Linked DNA regions of Athene noctua: region 1 is linked to region 2. Evidence: chromatin contacts called from public Hi-C data. All regions are on one chromosome and are shown on one strand. Each heading gives the region's core, a stretch centred on a gene start, on an enhancer-like site or on the middle of the called end of the contact. The rest is flanking DNA. Distances are from core to core; before and after follow the strand shown.

Region 1 (6,447 bases), core at 1,211-3,710, 240 kb after region 2:
TTCCCTTATATGCACCTAGTCATCTTCAAAAACACAGGGAGAGCACCCCTAAAATCAAATCAGTATAGAGCTGTCTGACTGACAGGGCAACAATTCTCCACATGCAGGGTCAGTGCTGCTTGGGAAAGACTGTGCCCCAGAGGGACCAAGAGGCTGCTCGTAATGTCATGAGGGCTGGACATGCTCTGAGAACAGTTACAGGATGAAAGTTCTCTGAACACTTGAGCTGGGGGATGTATCTATTAGGTCCTGGTGAGAGCATGATGCTAAACTTCTTAGACCTAAACTAAGTCCAAACAAGTTCAAGATTGGGCAAAACTCTGTATGTTTAGGCATCTTTAAAACCAAATGTTGTACACCTGTGAAGGTTAGGTGCCTTTGCAACAAGACCAGGTAGGGGTTTTCAGGAGTCTGGATGTAGGCACCTCCGCTCCACCAATATCCTTCTTTAATGTCCAGAAGGCATTCCCTTCTGAGGAAACTAAATCTCTGACCATAAAAAATGTCTGTAGCTATTTGTACTCTACATTGATACACACGAGTTGGGGGAAGGGAAGCACCTTGGGGTTGTGGGGAACAATTTTGGCCAAAGACACTAAGCCAGTCCTTTATTATTCAAAGTACCTGTATCTGTTCAGAGCAGGAACTTTTCTAGTTTTTTAGCTCTCATCTTCAAGTAATCCTCCACACAGAGAACATTTGCCATTTACTCTTACCCAACAGCAGAAGTCTCTTCAGTTTTGAGTTCTTTAATCAGGACTTTGATACCTTTTGCCAGATGGACATTAAAACTGAACAGCAGACACTTCCCTCAGGACATGTTACTGAGCAAAATACAACATTCTGCTGCACAAAGACAGTCAAATTAGCATAACAGTCTCCCTATTTAAAGTCCACAGATTTATAATCTATGAATAATACACACCATCATAGGATGATGCACTGATTTCAGGCTGCTGTGATCTGTAGCCTGACAATACTGAATTCCTGACCGCCCAGCTGGGAAGCCCGACTCCTTTACGAGGTTTGATCTTGAGTCTAAACTGCCTGTAGTGAAAGAAATCATAAACCTATTTCACAGGGTGTGGACTGAGGCTTGCAGATAAGAAAATGCAATGGTGGATACTTGGTTACTGATAGGTGTAGCTCTTGGGAAATGACACAGTGATTATTATTTACTTCACCTCTGAATGAAGCTTAACATTTATGACAAGTTGCCTAAAATAACTGGTTTCTTTGTACCAAGGGCCCACTTCCAAGTGGCTCTGATGGCTCGCTGACACGAACGGTGTCATTTACAGTGTTGCTGTAGCTCTGTGGATAACAATATCTTTGGGGACCTCTTGTGGACTCTCTTCTAAATTGCACATTGAGTGAAGAGTACTCAGGAAAATGTTTCCGTGCTGATTTCTAGGTACATCAAAGAACCTTTCACTTCACATGCTTTCGTGTAGATTCGCAGAAGTTTGGAAATAAGATGCGTCTAAAAGTAACATAAAACACATGGAAAGAACAGCATTTTAAGAGGGAAGATTTAATCCCCGAGTAATACTCATTCATGCTTTGGCTTCTTTGCAGAGACAGTAATGAATATACATGTAAAGGAGCTCTTTGTAAGGGCGTGAGTGTGGGCTGTGGAGGTGGAGACGGGCACGGGGGACTTGATGACTAACAGTCGGGCTTAGACTGATGTTGCTAAGACACAACTCTGAGCAAAAAGAATAACTAAGGCATTCACTCTTCCTCTGAGTTTTTATCCAATCCCATTACCCCTACAAGGATCCCAACCTTGTGTGTTTAACCCCTTCCCTCTTCCACGGCTGTTCCCTTGTCCCTCCCCCCACTGATACCCAGGGCAAGCACTGTGAAGCCATGAAGTCCTGTTTCACATTACTAATACACCACCCTTTTCCAAGCCTCCTACATCAAGCAAGCAGCCTCTGGGCAGACTCCTCTGAGATGCACAACTCATGGGTCTATGCATGAGCTCATTTGTGAGAGGAGACTGGACAGTGGCTCACACCAGTAGGTTACACTGAGGCTTCAGTAGGCCCTCACTCTCTGCCTAACTGTCCCCTGGTCTTTCCCCAGGGCCTGCCTGGTCCCCCGCACCAGTGAGAGCCCAGAGTCTGCCAAGGGCAGGCTTTGCCTGGGCAGGACCAGTGCAGGGACACGGCCTGGGAGCACCTCGGGGCAAGGCCCTCTTCTAGGGCAACCCTGAGCCCCTAGGACAAGCACTCCAGGGTCCCTGTTCCGAGCTGGACTCGCCCGATCCCGGTCAGAGGAGGAGTAGAAGGTTGGTAGGAGGAGGCCGCCACTGCTATGCAGGCAGCAACGCCGTCGCAGCGCCCACTGCCGCCTCGGTAGCGCCATGGCGGACGCGCTCCGCTCCCTCACGTGACAATCCTGCCAGCCCTCTCTATGGTAGATCCTCCCCGGCGGCGGCTTCCGCCGCGTTGTGTCTATGGTTCCCGCGCGGTGCCTTATGGGCGCTTGGCGGAATTATGGTGGTGGGTAGGGCCTGATTGCGCAGTGGAAGGAGGTGGCGGTGTAAGTAACCGCGCAGGCGGCAAGCGAGCCTGGCCGGGGAGGGAGTGTTGGGAAGGATCCGGTGGGGTCCTGAGGGGGTAAAGGGGCGGCCCTGGGGTACGGGGGGGTGCCGTGTCCCTGTGAAGGGACGGGCTACGGCCGGACCACGAAATGGGCCCTGGGAGCAGCTGAGGCGGGCGAGGAGGAGCGTTTCTGTGGAGAACAGCGGAGGGCGGTGGGGTTGGGGGGTGAAGGGGTGGCCGGCGGGCCTGGCGGCGGAGCTCCGGGTGCCGGGCGGTGTGGCGGGGCCCGGTGGTTGGAGGCGGGAGCCGCGCGGTGCTCCAGCCCCGCTCCTGCCCCGGGTCTGGGTTTCCGCGGGGTGAGTGCTGGGGCGGGCTGTGCCCGGGGCCGGTGTGAAGGCGGTCAGGAGGGGCCGACGGTAGCGCAGCCCTGCGTGGCTAAGGCGTTTCAGCTCCAGGCCGAGCCCGGTGATTTTCTCGTGGCTAGTAAGCCCTGTTTGGCCGGTCCTGTCTTCGTGTACCGCTGAAGAGGCTTCTCTAGGGCTGTATTTCCAAAACCTGAGAGGTTAGTGTGACAGTCTCTGAGTGGTTTCAGATTGAGCTCGGGTCCTTTTAAGGCCAAGACGAATACAAACGGATTTAAAATAAGCAGGGACAGTTTCCAGGGGGTTTGTTACTGCTTCATGAAACTATGAAGCCACATTGTATCTGGTTCTTCATGTGAATTTATGAATCCCTCTCTCCATTCCATATAATTAGCACAGACAGGTTCTGAGAGCAGGTGGCTTTCTCATGGGTCTGGCATAGTCTGTGCCAAGGCAGAGCTGAAATGCCTTGCTGAGCTCCAGCTGACTTGCACAGCATCAGTGAAAAGCGTCAGCAATCCTTGGTTAATGACTCAAGGCTAGTTACTCTCTCCCTTCTTTTTAAAGGTGTTTCTGTCTGTTAATTTTGTTTTCTGAGTAGTAGTTCAGTGGCAGTAACTTTGTCCTGCCCTATGGGATGTTACTTTGACAAATTATTTTATAATTTTAATGCTACTGTGTTTTGTGATCTCATTTAAATAATTCCTAATATTAATAAATAACAAATGCAGGCAGAGCATAAATAACTTATATTTGTGTATCACAAAAGCATATGAAGCAATATGTTTTTTTCTTTGCTTTTTAATATTCTTTATGTTTTCATGTCATCCTTTAATGTCCAACCTTCTGGTTGGTAGAACTGGTGTCTTTATGTATCTCTGCAGCTGTATCTCTCTTGTGCCTTATGTATCTTTAGTCTCTGGTTAATGAATGTGCATGTCTTGGTGAAGCAGGAATGAGCATCGTTTCATATAACAGTTTTAAGGTGGTGCTGGTTGGTTGTGCAGGGATTTTTTGCGTTGTTTAACTGTCTCTTGGCACAGTGGTTTGAGATTGTAGGGGATCCAGCTCCTGTCCAGCAGCACTGAACGCAGTGCATGCTGACAGGGTGTCTGCCTGGCTGAGGCTAGTTGGAGTCTGTTTCACTCCTTTCTAACAGAAGAACTGATAGTGGTGATTTGGGGCATCAGCTAGTTCGTTTTTTAGGACATGCTGGCAGTGCGTGAGTTACTTCAGTTTCTGAGTGAGAATTGGTGAACATGTCTTCATTTGTCCAAGCTTTTTTAATTGCCCTTCATTTACATAAGGGTAAATCTGTGGCCTTGTGCTACCAGGGAAACATTAACCCTAGCCCCTTCCAAAGGATTTGCTGGCCAGCTGGTGCTCTTGCAGATCACTCCCAAAGGGCTGTGCTGCAGTATTAATGACAGTGCTGTGCCAGTACTAGAGAACTGAACAGGGCCACGACAAGGGCTCAAGAATTCAAGTTTCGTGATCCTCATCAGTATTTATTTACCAACACCACCCTAGACATGCTGTGGTCTGTGTCAGCCAGCATTCCTGGTGATGATACCTAGATACGGTTTGGGGAATAATGGAGGGGTCATTCCCAGTAGGAAGCCGTCATTTTTTGGCTGTTGTTTTTCAGGAGGGGAAAGAGTTTAGTTGCAAGATTGTCGCTTGTCTTAAGCATAGGAGAACAGCTCCTGGCCAGTTTTACTTACTTTACAAACATAGTTTCATATTCTTGATAGTCTGATAGATAGAGTCATCTTTCAAGCATGTTAGAAAAGACTTTATTTTGAAAATCTCAATATATTCTGCCAAGTCTGTCAATAAAAAGCTTCTCAAACTTTGAGGATCATGAGCCAAGTGATAGCTGGTATTCTGTAGTGGGGTTTGCCATTGCTCCTACAGTTCCAGGAACAAAGTAGCTTCTGGTGAATGTCTTTCACTGTAAGTTGTAGTAACATCTGGTTTTTATCCCTTGATTCTGTAGTATTTAAAATGACGACAGCAGCGAGGCCAACATTTGAACCTGCAAGAGGAGGAAGAGGAAAAGGTGAAGGAGACTTAAGTCAGTTATCCAAACAATATTCCAGCAGAGACCTTCCTTCTCATACTAAAATCAAATACAGGTTAGTATTGGGTTTTTTGGTCTTGCAGCAAAACAGGCTGGGAATGATTTTTTTTGTTTGTTTGTTATGAGCGGTACTTTGAAATTTTCTCAATAGATATTGATGTGCTTGATACTGAGCAGAGATCAGGGATTGTGCAGCAGTGGTGAATAAGCAAGGTGAAAGTGTAAGTCTCTAAAGCAGACCTAGGAGATCAAATGTATTGAAAATAATTGGAGAGGTTTAACTTCAGTGGTATTTTATTACTGCTTGTGGAAGTGAATCATCAGAAGAAGGTGAGCTTCGGAGACTGAGCATTTCAGGCAGTGGATTGGAAAGTTGTCATTGGGACTGAGCCATGGAGGGTGCTGTCTCCTGCAGAGCAAGATGGGCTAAGAGGAGCGAAGTCGAGTGTGTCTTAAAAGTAGGAAAACCACATCATGCATTTGGTAAAGGACCACTTGGGAAGGGTATTAAGAGGAGGCAGGGAAATCGTGGAATAGTACTCAGACAGTAGTATGTGTTGGAAGAGCTGATGTTAAACACTGCAGGTGGTTCATGCAGGTCCTGGGAGAGGAAATGGCTTTAATCAGTGAGAAAGATAATGGGATCTTAGGAATATTTTCCTCTGTTTTAAATACATAATAAATCTTAGTTATCCGTTTGAAAGGTTAAATGAAATCTGGAGTCAGTGTGATATAGATAACTAGAGTTTAAATAAAATGTGTCAGCCTAAAAATGTTCTTTTTATCTTACTAATGTTACTCTTACCAGTAAAATTACTGTTAAAATTTTACGTTTGCTCTCTCTTATGCAGATGTTTACCTTCTCACCTCTTCTCTCCTGCCCCTTTTTTTTTAAGAATACATATGGATGAGGGAGTTGCAGTGTTTTGGAGAATAGGAAGATCAGCAGCATAAAAAGTGCTGTCAAATGAATTTTATTTGTTGTTAGGGGGAAAATTTGCTGGTGGTTTGTTTCTTTAAACAAAAGTGGGGTTTGAAACACCAGTCTCTGTTGCTTTGAAAGAAGTGGTGAGGACAGATATGTACAGGAATATACAATATATGTTTTAACAAAATCCCTCTGTGTGCATGAGAGGGAGAGGTAGAGGGGGCATTGAGTGTCTTCTGTTTTTTCTCCCAAGTACCTAACACAAAGTTATCTTTGTTAAATTGCCAGGGCTGCATTATTGCAGGAAGAGTTCAGTGTTTGAGTCCCACTCATGTTTGCTTGAATGGGTTTGGGGGGATTTTGCAGCTATATCAGGGATTCCAAGTTCAGGTTTTTAATTAGAAAAGCAAATTAAATACTTCGTCATAGAGACAGGCTGTGCACACAGTGTATTTAGAATGGCTTAAGTCTGTTTTTTTTCCAGGCATTCTTATTTCCAGCATTGGGTTCACAGAAAGGTGA
Region 2 (6,391 bases), core at 2,418-4,917:
CAGCATCACAATTTTCCTAGATATCTTTATGTTTCACATGTAAATTAAAATTAAAAATAACTACATAAAAACCCCAGACTACAGGAGGTTTTTTGTTTGTTTTTACTGTCATAAGTAACATTTTTCTAGCCAACAGCAGACTAACTTAAAGATAATCTTAAAACTAGCACACTCAAAAACTTGAACTCCAAGTTACACAAAGCAAAACAAATAAAGACTTTCCATCAGTTGCATGTCTTCTAAGTTTCTCCCAGATGCAGGGTACAGGCACTAATTTGAACAGTATAATAGTACAGATTATCTTCTTGAAATAAATACTGAAAAAATTGTGCTGAAATACCATCTATTGTATAAGCAGCTGTTCTTTGCTTCAGTATAAATAATCACTTGCTACCAAGAATATTTTCCTTGTATGTTTAAGCTAAAGACTGGTTTATATTCAATTTCACGAGTAGCGACTTCTAAATAACCTGAGTGAAAAAACTGAGAAAGTTTACAAAACAACATCAAGGCATTTCCCATCACAAATCTCAGACTCAAATATCACACTAATTCTCCGCTCCTCTCCTCAATTTCACGCAAGTCATTAAAAAGTTTGTTTCTGCTCTTGGAAATTCTCACAGGGATCATCATGCTGTGATGCTCAGAAAAATCCTGAAGCATAAAAGAACAACGAAAAAAAACCCATAAAAAATACATATGGAAATCAGAAACTATATATTTGTTCTGAACCTCAGTTAGGCCGTATTTGCTAACTACATATTCTCCCCTCATTCTGGGTACTCTCTGTAGTCCTTCCTTAAGCCACACTAAAGCCTCATAATAGTTAAGGAAGAAGCTTAGCAGTCCCACGAGGAGCTAAACCCACCAACATTATGTAAGCTGCACACATTTAACCTTCACAGGTTGCAGGACACTACCTTCCAAAACCCATTGCTGCTACCATTGCTTACTCAAGCACAAAAAAGGGAACATTAAAAACACAGAGCAAGGATAACTTCACACACCAGTAGCATGCAGTGACCTCCTGAAGCTCCCAAAGGCTAAACACCATGGATAAAAGGGAAAACAGAAAAAGAACAACAAAAACCATCTATAACGTCACATGGAAAGTTTTAAAATAAGAATCCTCAACTTGGAGCATTGATACACTTTTCAAACCTAGTAACTCATGTAGATGGTAAAAATGACCCACTATAACATTGTTACTTCTCTGTTACAGTAAAGAAATAAGGTACACCATGGAAAACTTTCCAGAATGCTATTAATCTCAGTGGTATATCAAAAGTTTAAGAAAAAGCAAAAAAAAGCTCTATATTTTTCTCATTATACAGAATTTGGCTAGATCCCTAAACAGCAAAAAATAACAGTGATTTATAAACAAACTGTAGAACCAAAAAGGCAGAAAAATGAAGAAAATCTCTCAGGCACTAACTGCAGAAAAAAACCCCATGAAGTCACCAAGTCAGCATCTTTGGTACTAGCCCTTTGGCACTGGGAAAAGGGACTAAATCAGAGTGGGTGCATTGCAAGTTCTTATATGGGTGCTCAGAACAGAAAAAGAAATAATAAGAGAAAAAAAAATTAAGCTTCGTAATGGTTTAAATGACAGCCAGTAGTCCTAATGCTCATCTTAATTTTCCCATATTTCAGCCTTTTTTTTTTTTATCTAGAGACTGGGGAAAAAAAAAAACAGAATGAGAAGGTATTAAGTTCACTGAGCATAAAACATCCAAGTACCCAGTTACTGAAACTTTCAGAATAGCCATTTTGGAAGGACAACCTCAGTTAGCAGCCTGCCCTCATCCCTCAGTACCATTACTCGGAGAGCAGGGAAGGAGAACAGCCCCTATCACCCAGAGATTAAGCTTAAGTGCTATCTGTGCCTCCCTGATACTGTGTCAGGAGTGCTCTAAATTTAAATAACATTTCTAGTTAAAAGCAGATATCAAAAAGCTAGCTTAGCCAAGCCACTACATGAAATAGTGAAAAAAAAAATAACGTTGGCACAATACAGTCTTTTTTGGTTAAGTTTCTACTGTAGTGTGCCAGGCATGTTAAAAGCAACTATTTTCAAAGTTCAGAAAATATGAAGTTTGCTTTTTTCCTTTTTTCAACACAAACAAAAAGTCTTAAGCGGGCAACTTTTTTTCCTACAAGTTTTGTTTTACTAACTAAATTAAACAGCCTACATTCATCTACTTAAAACTAGTTTTCTGAGATCCTTCTTTATGCATGCTAAAAAACCCCACCAGTCAGGAAGTATATAAGTCCTCAAATTACTCTGTCACCACTCTTGCTGGTGCAGGCATAAGTGTGGGACCACACTGTAGAAGAGACACTCAACAGAGAATGCAGAACTGGGTGCTCACCATGAAGCTACTGAGACCCCAAACCATGAATCCTCAACAAGATACATCTTGCACACCATCATGCTGCCTATTTTTCACATCTCTATTCCTCCAAAGCATGCAGAAGACCCAGCTACTCACAAAAAAACCCAACCTCAAAGTCACCCGACTTTAGAGAGCTACAAGCATCAAGCCAAAATGTCATACAAGAAACCCAACTGGAAGCTTCTGTTTCAGGTGAAGACCTGGCAGGCAGCTGCCATCCACCCAGGTCAGCTCTGCCCGCTGTGCTTACGCCAGCCAAGCCTCCGCTTCTTCATGTCACCAGTCAGCAGCAGAGACACGGGTCCTGTGAATTCTCTACGTTCAGCACCTTGAGAGGGACGCGAATGAGGAAATTCTGGTCCCCTGTGTGCAACCACCTACGTCTTACCTCCATATCTGCCAGGTGGTCACACTCACGCCTAAGGATACAGGTACACACTGAAGTTAAAAGTCAGCTTAAGGTAACAATTTCATCTTACAAACAGAAACAACCAGAGACTAAATCTATTACCAGCTCTCCAATGGGAGGCAACGGCTTGGTGTAATAGCGTAGCTGACCCGTAATTGCACAATTACACGGCTTAATTGCGCCTCGCCCGTCTTTGGAATAGGCGCTTTCAAAGTCATGACCCCACGTTTTTTCTGAAAACAAACGGAATTACATTTTATTCCCATTCGCTTACAAATATGCTCTCCAGACACTAGCACGGGGACAGTAAGATGGCTGACTTAAATAGCGGGATACCTTTATCCTTTTCTGCCACTTTCATAACATATCTGTGCCTACAGGATGGTTCGAATACACGTACGTTGCATTTAAAAGACAAGACACCTTCCCCCGTCCACGCTGCTGCCGGCACGTCGGGGGAGGACAAGCCGCCCACCCCGCACTGCCCGCCCGCTGCCCCCGGGCCCCCCGCGGCCCCGCTCCAGCCCAAGCCCCCGGCGGCCGCATCGGCCGCGCTCCTCCTCGCCGCGGCTCCCGCGCGGCCGCCAACAGACGGAGGCCCCGGGCCCACCTCTCCCTTCCCGGCCGCCGGGACCGCCGGCGCAGCGCCTCACGCCAAAGGAGGCCCAACGGGCCCTGACCCCTGGGGCAGCCCCAGCACTGCGGGGCCCGGGCAAGCTCCCCCCGAGCGCCTCCACCCCTCAGGGGCGGCCACCGAGCCTCACCGTGCGCTGGTGACCGCGCGCCGCCGCCATGTCCGCCGGGGGAGCCCCGCGCTGGTACCGGTCCCTTTAAGGCGCGACACCCGTGGGGCGGTGGCGTCCTTCGCGCCGATCGAGTCCCGCTTGACTGACACCCAGCTTGCCAATGGAAAGAGAGAAGCAGAACTAAGCCCCACCCCGAAGGGGCACGACAGCCTATCATAGACTCAGGTTTGAGTGACATGTGAGCTACCCAATAAAATAAGAAAAGCCCTTCGCAGCCAATCAAATGGGATGTCAACTGAGGAGGTCGACCAATCGCCTGAGCGGAGAGGAGGCGTGCGGGAGGAGCGAGCGGCCGCGGGATTCTTGTGCGGCACACGGCGCCTGCTGCGCACGCGCGGAGAGCGAGCGGCGGAAGAGGATGGTCTTTGTCAAAGTGAGCCCCCGCACTTGAGCCAATCGAAAAGCAGAAGTCGCCCAGGGCGGACCAATCAGCGCCGCGCCCGCGAGGCCGCCCAATCATCGCCCAGAGCAGGGCAGGGCGCCCGCGGCGGGATTGGCGGCGGCGGGGGCGGCGGGGGCGGCGATTGGGCGGCGAGTTTTGAAGGCAGGTTTGGCGCGAGGCGGTGATTGGCTGCCGCCGGAGCCCGAGCCCGGGGCGGAGGGAAGGGCGGGGGGCGCGGGGTGACGCCGATGCCGACACCGACACAAGGGGGACGCGGCTCGGCGGCGCGGGCTCTGCGCGGGGCCTAGGGCGGCGGTGGGGCGCGCTCCCCAGGCGCGGCGGCGGCGGGAGGGGGGGGGGCGCGGCGGCGGCGGCTCCTCGGCGGCCCAGGCGGCCGCTCCGGTCCTCGCCCCGGCACCTCCCTCTTCCCCTCCCTCGGCCCGCCCGTGTCCGCCCCGCCGGCCGCGGCGCGGATGGCGGCGGCGGCCGCGGCGGCCGCCCCGGCTCTTTATGCCTGCACCAAGTGCAACCAGCGCTACCCCTTCGAGGAGCTTTCCCAGGGCCAGCAGCTCTGCAAGGTGCGGGGGGCTGAGGCGTGGGGCAGCGCTCACCGGGACGGGCCCCCCCTCGCCGGGGCTCTCGCAGCTCCGGCTTCCCGGCCGGGGGGAGCAGCAGCAGCAGCAGGAGGAGGAGGAGGAGGGTGGTGGTGGCGGCCGTGGCGCGGGGAGGCAGCCGCCGGCCCGGCGGGACGCCCCTCAGGCAGCGCCCGGCGGGGGACCGGCCGCGGAGCGCCGGGTGAGGCCGGTGTGAGGGTTTCGGCAAAGGGCAGTAACGCCGCTCTTCTCTCCCCAGGAGTGTCGGATCGCCCACCCCATCGTGAAATGCACTTACTGCCGGTCGGAGTTTCAGCAGGAGAGGTAGGGGAGGGTCCCGCCTCGCCCTGTGCGTGACCTGCTGAAGTCCTGCCGCAGGCGGTCGGTGGACCTGCAGAAGGGACGGCTGTTCCACGGGCGTAACCGTTTGTAACGGCAGAAACTCACACCGCTGGAGATACTAAAGAGGGCAGAACCGCAGTAAAATAACCTGCCTGCTCTGGCGACACGAGTGTGTCGCATAAACGCAGTACGATGTTAGATTTGTTGGCTTATCGTTAACTGCTTACCACAGCGTGTGTTTGCATGTGTGTTTTCCAGTAATTGCATGGCAAAGAATTTCAAGGTGTGTGTTTGTCGCTGAATTCAACATTATGCAATTTTATCTTTAGCAAAACTAATACGATATGCAAGAAATGTGCCCAAAACGTGAAGCAGTTTGGAACGGTGAGTAGGCTCTTAGTTCTAAACGTTGAAGTTCATTCACGTTTTAAATTAGAAAAAAGTTCTCTGGCAACTAATCTTACTTTCTTTTGGGGGAAAAAACATTACCTTTCGGAAAGGTGATGAAAAATACTGGCTGCTCTTGGTTTCCTTTATGGCTTAACGTTTTGTTTTTCAAATTGAAATTTATCATGTTTATGTTGTAGCTTAGCAGTTACAAATAACTGCACTATAGCTATACACTTTGTGCCTGTAACGTTATTCCTTGCATATTCTCATAAACAGACACTTGACGGCAGAAAGACTGTTAGCTGTCTCTGGTTTTTAATGAGTGGTAAATGTGAAAATCTAGTAATACCATATACTTTCTATTACGGAAGTCTTAAAAATTTTAAATGCATGTTAATCGTGTTAAGCTATTAAGCAGAAAAGATTTTGAGTATTAGCTGTATTCATGTTACTTTGCATCTTCTCATCTTGAATTTCAGATTCAGTCCTGTTAGGAAAATCTTTAATATATGAATATACACATAGTACTTGAACACCCCACAGATACTAGTTTAAAGCAGGTATAATCTTGTAAAACAAAAGCGTATAATGTCTATATGCTTGACATAAACCACATTAGATGAAATTCAGCTTATTTGAGAAATGTAGCAGCTGTCCGTGTATAGTCATGTGTTTCATGAATGTAAATGTAAACTGAACAAAATACATTCTTTGAAAAGCTTAAAATGTAGCAAAATGAAGTGCAAGGTAGATCAACAATGGTTTTTATCAGTAGTTCATCAAAAAATGGAACTGCATTGAAGATAATCAAACATTTCTAACCTATGAAAACTGGCAGCAATTTTATTTTCCAGCAGCATATTATTCTAGTTGAGTGTATGATATAGAAGTTGATAATCTGACCTGATGGTATCTGAAGTTTGTGGCTTGTTTTGTTTTTTGTTTTGTTTTGTTTTTTCCTAAGTGTCCTGCAGAAATGCAGGTTACAAATCTTGGATCTGTAGGGTTATCAAATCTCTGAGTAGGACAAGTGACAGGGATGTTTTCAGAAACTTTCAATCTAAAAAAATTAC

The links. A called contact is a pair of places that touch in the nucleus more often than the background predicts.
Region 1: a Hi-C map of heart shows a contact between it and region 2, with 3 times the contacts expected there. The contact joins the promoter of CWC15 here to the promoter of CEP57 in region 2. A contact is called at or near these places in 2 of 2 Hi-C or Micro-C datasets (heart and liver).

The regions. Positions count from the first base shown.
Region 1 is chr1:253,050,468-253,056,914 of bAthNoc1.hap1.1, forward strand. CWC15 (CWC15 spliceosome associated protein homolog) reads left to right here and starts at 2,461. Exons shown (of 7, transcript XM_074917026.1): 1 at 2,461-2,550; 2 at 4,914-5,052. The coding sequence starts at 4,922.
Region 2 is chr1:252,812,885-252,819,275 of bAthNoc1.hap1.1, forward strand. It overlaps CEP57 (centrosomal protein 57), which reads right to left and starts at 3,668. Exons shown (of 10, transcript XM_074916890.1): 1 at 3,570-3,668. The coding sequence starts at 3,599. It overlaps FAM76B (family with sequence similarity 76 member B), which reads left to right and starts at 4,369. Exons shown (of 10, transcript XM_074916944.1): 1 at 4,369-4,571; 2 at 4,846-4,910; 3 at 5,258-5,312. The coding sequence starts at 4,467.